Linked DNA regions of Mus musculus: region 2 is linked to region 1. The links are chromatin contacts, called in public promoter capture Hi-C maps. All regions are on one chromosome and are shown on one strand. Each heading gives the region's core, a stretch centred on a gene start, on an enhancer-like site or on the middle of the called end of the contact. The rest is flanking DNA. Distances are from core to core; before and after follow the strand shown.

Region 1 (3,137 bases), core at 7-2,506:
CAGAGTGTCACAGGTTCAAACTTTCTCTTTTCGTGCCATGTAAACATGTCTAACAGTTACAAATTCTTAACCACTTAAAGGACGTTATGGAAATTCCCGGGTTTCTTTTTAAGGTGGGAAGAAGCCAACTTTTTTTTTTTTTTTACAAGTATGAAGTTTAAAGGAATCAAGGGAAAGAGACAAGGGCTTCTGATGAGAGGGAACCCCGCCCAAGACAGCTGAAAGCTTTAACTGCTGGCGAGCAGCAAGGCTTAGGGGAGGGGAGGGGTGAGAAGTCCTAGGAGTACCCACCCCAGAAGTCTGTAGAGCATCACAGCCCAGGTCTGACAAAGGTCTTTGAGTGACACTAGCCTCCTAGAGAGTCAGATGAAATTTTCCAGCAGTATTGTCTAGAAGGCAAACTTCTTTGAGTGGTTCCCATGTTCATTTCAGCGTGATCTAGGACCTGGGGGGAAACTAGTATTCACACACACACACACACACACACACACACACACACACACACACACACCTCTAGACCCACAATCAGTAACTCACAACTTTCTCCCCCACCCCCCACCCCCACTCCCTGCCCAGCAGCACTGAGAAGCTGAAGCAAATGGGCACTCAGTGAATCTTTATCAGGACATAGAGTAGGTTATCAGAAGAAGGTGAGAAAGAAGGACTCTGCGCATTCCAGGTCGTCTGTGATCACAAAGTGGGTCTTCTTCCTTGCTCACACACCCGTTCTAGGACCTGCTCCAGACGTGATGTCCCCAACCCTTCCCAAACAGTAAGACCCAAAATCGCCTTTGCTCTTCTGGGTGCTAGGTTTAGTCCCCTCCCCAGGAGAAGGCCACACCAGGCAGGAATGCAGTGCAATGCGAGCTTGCAAGCGAGCTTGGGACTCTTGGGATTCTCAGGCCACCCGGGGTTCCTCCTTGCTGTTTGTAGGGACCTGGACTCCTGGACCTGCCACTCAGGCGACAGCAGGCCGGTTCAGGAGGAGGAGAGCGTCAGATCGGCCCACGCGGGCCAGGACTGGGGTGGGGCTCCGTGGCTCCGGGCTCCCCTGTGCTCCCCGCCCCCGCCGGCCCGCTCACCCCTGCCTGCTCCGCCGGCGCGCGTTCCTCGGGCGCCACCTCTTTGCGACTCGCTCACTTCTCAGCAGGTTGGCCCCGGAGCGTGTGAACCTTCCAGGGCTGGGCTCACAGCTACTCTCCAACCTGCGCCGCCCCAGCTGGGCCGCTCCGCCCCGCTGCCGGAACCCGCCCTCGCGGCCACCTGGCCCTCGCATCCACGACACGCGCGCCTGCAACTTGTTCAAGGGCGTTGTGGAATCAACTTTCCGGAAGCAACCAGCCCACCGAAGGAGGTAGACCGACAGCTATGTATATATACGCGCTCTGCCGCAAGTGGCTGTGCACCCAGAGGCCCGGTGCGCAGGACAGCTGACTCCTGAGGAACACCCGCGTTTGAAGAGGGGTTTGACCTGCCCCACGACCCAGAGTGCTGCCGCCAAGACTAATTAGACATTGCTATGGGAGCCACAGCAACGCGCCACGCATCCCCGACGCCTATGTAAAACGCCCGGTTTTCGCTCTTCTTTCAGAGGAAGCTCTCTGATTGCTTTTTCCCCTCTCGGGTCCCTTTTTGCCTGTGCGGTTTGAGAGAGGCGCAGTTAGAGGCGCTGATTCCTACACAAGTAAGTGCTCAGGGGCTCGGAGACACTTTTTTGCTTTCTTTTTCTTGTTTTCTTTTTTCCTCCTAACTTGTGAGATGCCCTCGACTTTGGAGTGGCTGTTGGGAAGCCACGGGGTTCCAAAAGAGGGAGCGGGGCAGTGCGAGGAAGAGATGGAGAGCCGGGACTGACCCTCGGGTTCCACTCTTGCAGGTCCCCAGAGCCAGCGAGCGGCACGATGCTGCGGAGGCTGGTTCAGCAGTGGAGTGTCCTGGTATTCCTGCTCAGCTACTCCGTGCCCTCCCGCGGGCGTTCGGTGGAGGGGCTTGGCCGCAGGCTGTAAGTACCGGTCTTCCTCCTGGGGTGAGGGGTGGGGAAGACCAGCGCCAGCTGAGGCGGGCGATGCTGAGGAAGCCTAGGGGTCCCTGATGGTCCCAACCTGAGTTGGACACAGTCACGGGGTACCTGCTAGCAAGGGGCTGAGCCCAGGAAAGCCATCTAGAGAGCTGGTGAGACCCCAAAATGGACAGGCACGAAACAAGTTTGATGTGCCTTTCCATAAGAGGGAGTCTTTTTCAGAACCTGGGCCGGCAAGATATCTGTCTGCAGGGAACCACCAAAGTTACTTTATCCACCGAGAGGTTCTGAAACTCAGCAGGAAACTGGGGGATTCAGGAACTGTCTGTGTGCCTCTGTGTGTGTCTGTGTGTGTCTGTGTGTGTCTGTGTGTGTGTCTGTGTGTGTGTCTGTGTGTCTGTGTCTGTGTGTGTGTGTGCGCGCACACAAGCGAGTGGATATGTCTAAATGTGGGTGGCAGTCTGTGTGTGAAAAGCAAAAACGTTGTGTCTAGTTTTATTATGAATGACATAATTTTAAGCATATAAAACAGGACTGTGTTACATAACAAAGCATATTATATAATTTAGTAGTAACAACTTTTTAATGGCAAACGTCCAACTTTAGTATCGATACCATTCAGGAAGGCGGGTGTGCTTGTCTCCAAAATGGACTTTAGGCGTGGAAACTTTCTTTTTCCTGGAATTATTGCTAACGGTTCTTTAATCCGGAGTCGAAATATTTGCATTGTGGTCTGAAAGCTTGTAGTTCGGCATTCTCAGCTGGTGGTTGAGTTTTTGATTTCTTAAAGAGTGATTTTGACTTTGAGATAAGAATACATCTAAGAACACCAGCAAAATATCGCCGCAGTGTTTGGGAAGTAGTAGGCATGCTTGAATCTGTCTGTCTCATCGATGTCGATGTAATACCGTCTAGGGCTGCTCTCTTAGCACAGACTCTGTTCAAGATGGGAAAACCATAAAGTTTAAGAAATGAGTCGTTTGGCTCTGGAGAAGGCATTAGGAGGACTTGCTCACCTCACAAGAGAAGCAGCAATATCTACCTAATATTTACAGTCAGGTTCCTGGTGCTTCTTGTAAACTCCCGAGGGTATACAAAAAGGCGACTGTTCAGCGCCTGC
Region 2 (2,927 bases), core at 284-2,783, 1.7 Mb before region 1:
GTATATTTTATAAGCAGTTACTAAGAATCCATCATGTGGTGAGCATTGTTTTAGGTGCCTGAATACAAACATAAGGGAAAAATCTTTGCCTTTAAGAGTTGTATTTTAGTGACAGTTGTCAGGTTTATTTATTTTACTCCTTTACAGGAAGAGTGTTACAGAACTTTAAAAAAAAAAAACGTTGAGGTCTTCACAAGTAGGTTTAAACTGTGTTTTAGGAATTGGCTATTGAATTAAAGTAGCATTTCAGAAATATTTGTTTGAATCTGCATACAGCAAAAGCAGTGAATCTTGTCTTTTTTTTTTTTGTTTGTTTTTATAGTTGGTTTCCATACTTTGCAGCAAAGGACCAGTATCAAGTTTTGGTGAAAAAACATTCTCTTTCCTACCTATCCTCCCAGGATCACTGAACCAGGTGTTATGGGTCGCTGGGCTTAAGGAGTATCACAATTATATTTTCATTTCTTACTTTTTCATCTGAAAAGTTACTTAAGCGTCTTCCTCCTTTTTCCTCCCTCCTCATTGTCTGGAACCTCCCTATTCTTTGTTTTCTCTAGATTACTCCCTTTCTTCTACAATCACCTCCCTTTTAGGTTTTCTTTAGAAACATTTTGATGTTCGATTATCGTATATTCCACAAGGAATAGTGTGTATTTTGCTTCCACTTTCTCCCCTCACAAGTGGTTTTTCTGGGCAGAGGAGCTCTTCACGGCTGGAGGATTTGTGTGTTTTCAGAAAGTGGCACCATTCCCACGGTAATTACCACCATGAAATTCGCAGAGGCTTGAAAACTTCAGTTCAAGTGAGCAAAGCAAAACCACTCAGTTATGGGTTGGGTCATGTTTGAGAGGGACAAGACGGAATTACTGAATGGACCATTTCAAAATGCGACTTTATTAAACAATTTATCATCAAAGCCCCAAAGAACGAAAACTCTGTTGGAGAATTGAAATTTTAATTTGTGTGTGCATGTGGTGCGCGGGGCGAATTTGCAGAAGTTGGTTATTGCCTTCAGGTGATCAGACTTGAAAGTACCAGTTGAGCAGTCTCACAAGCCAGGCAGGCCCTGAAAGACAAAATGTAAAGCTCACCTTCAAACAGAGTTTAGGAAAGGCAGGAACAAGTACAAACTGAGTGGTTCCACGACAACTTTCTCTGCCACCTCAAGCCAGAAACTGGGCATAGGTGCGCGAATGCTGCAAAAGCAGCTTCCAGAACTTTCCAAGCTCAGTAGCTTCCTAAGGGGTGCCATTCGGTGAGGACAACGCTCACCTTTACACCTTTCGCGTCCTGCCACGCCCCCGCGTCGCCTCCTTTTCCCCCGGGGGCTGGGGAGGGCGTTTGTTTACGTGACGTTGCGGAGTAGGCAGGACCCGCCCCCGTCCCCGCGGGCCGCCGCGTTTCCCGCGCCTCGCCGCTTCTCCCCTTAAAAGGACAATAGAGGCCGCGGGAACGCGCGCGGACGCCCTGCCCTCTCCCCGCCCAGCCCGCGGCGCGCACGCGCCCGTATGCAAATCAGCTCGATTCAAGAGAATTTGGTCCCGGGAGCCGCGCCTGCGCAGAGGGAAAGCGGAATCTATACCTCCGTTCGCGGTAGCAACTGAAGAACTGCTGGAGACAATCTTTCTGGACTCGGCGCTGGCGGAGGGAGTGCTTGCAGGAGGTTGGCCTGGTGCAGTTTGCACCGTGGGGACGCTGCTGCGCGTGGAAGGTGAGTGATTCTAGTCCGGACATCGGTGCAAAACTGTCTCCGAGGTTTTGTTTTCTGTGATTTTTTTTTTTTCTTTCCTCCCTTTACCTCCCCCGCCTCCTCCGTCCTTCCCATACACAAACACACAGGAAGTTTTGTCTTGGAGATGGCATTGCGGGGAGCGCTGCCCTCGTGCTCTCCGGACTCCAGATTCTTTTGTACAGAGGCGTTGGAGATGCGCTTCTTAATTGAGGAGGATATTTGAGGTAAACCGAAAGTCAGGGTGTGGGGAAAGTGAGTGCAGCGTGGAAACGAACGAGCTGCGGCGGACTTGCATCCACGCTGAAAGTGACAATGACTTTTCTAGGTCGTAGTGTTTCCTGCAGACCCGGAGAGCAGGGTCGGGGTCGCAGATCCCGTGTGGGCTCTGCTCTGGCCAGGGGCTTGGGCTCCGCGTGCACCCGCGTGTTGCGCTACCCCGGCGCTCGCGACGGTGTTTGCACGCGGGTGAACAACAAAGCCGGAGCTCGGAAACTAACTTGCCAGTTCCTGGAGCCGGCGGCCACACAGGCTGAAGGCAGCTGGTGAGGGCCAGCGCCGGGATGGCGCGACGCACGCGGCGTGGCGTTGTTGGAGAAGTCCGCAGGGACGCGGCTGCGACAATGAGCGCGCAGCACGCGGTCTTTGCACTCGGCCGGTGCCGAGTGGTCTCTGCAGCCCAAAGTTCGCTGTCCGTCTGGTCACCTGTAGCGTGGGTGCGGGCGACACGGGAGGGGTGGCCGTGGCCCGCGGCACCAAACAGTGCGGATGAAGGCGGCGGCGCGGTCCGCTGCTTGAGGCACCCAACTCTTTTTTTTTTTTTTTTTTTCCCTTTTTGTTGTGTGTGCTTCACCTGACAAGCCACGTGCTTAGGGCCGCGACCGTGCTACATCTCAGTGTCCAGCTCGGAGTGAGCCGCGGGCTGCGGTCGCCGTCGGGGCTGTCGGGAGCAGGACAATGTGATTTCCTGGTGATGGCGTCTTGCCAGTTTCCAAAGCACAGCGAAAGTCGCCAACTCGCAGCATATGCACGGCGGCGGGGACCTCTGGGCGTTTCTCATCCGGGACTCCGCAAAAGTTTGGCCCCAGGGACCAGTGGCTCAGGATACCCGAGCTCGCGTGGGTCCCCGGGCGCGGGTCCGGGTCGCCCCGACGTCGCCGATGCCGCCGGACAACAAAGGGCCGCGTGTGCCCGAGCG

What was found. Promoter capture Hi-C pulls out the DNA fragments that hold promoters and counts their contacts.
Region 2: a contact with region 1 is called in a promoter capture Hi-C map of hippocampal neurons, with 6 times the contacts expected there. The contact joins the promoter of Sinhcaf here to the promoter of Pthlh in region 1. A contact is called at or near these places in 3 of 39 promoter capture datasets (hippocampal neurons and liver) and 1 of 115 datasets of contacts at active chromatin or transcription factors (pancreatic cancer cells).

Annotation. Positions count from the first base shown.
Region 1 is chr6:147,262,132-147,265,268 of GRCm38.p6, reverse strand. Pthlh (parathyroid hormone-like peptide) reads left to right here and starts at 1,256. Exons shown (of 4, transcript NM_008970.4): 1 at 1,256-1,684; 2 at 1,874-1,999. The coding sequence starts at 1,899.
Region 2 is chr6:148,945,076-148,948,002 of GRCm38.p6, reverse strand. It overlaps Sinhcaf (SIN3-HDAC complex associated factor), which reads left to right and starts at 1,533. Exons shown (of 6, transcript NM_019643.4): 1 at 1,533-1,711. It overlaps 3010003L21Rik (RIKEN cDNA 3010003L21 gene), which reads right to left. Exons shown (of 2, transcript NR_144294.1): 1 at 1,583-2,927; 2 at 874-1,066. RefSeq lists a cis regulatory region at 1,349-1,355 and an enhancer at 1,336-1,370.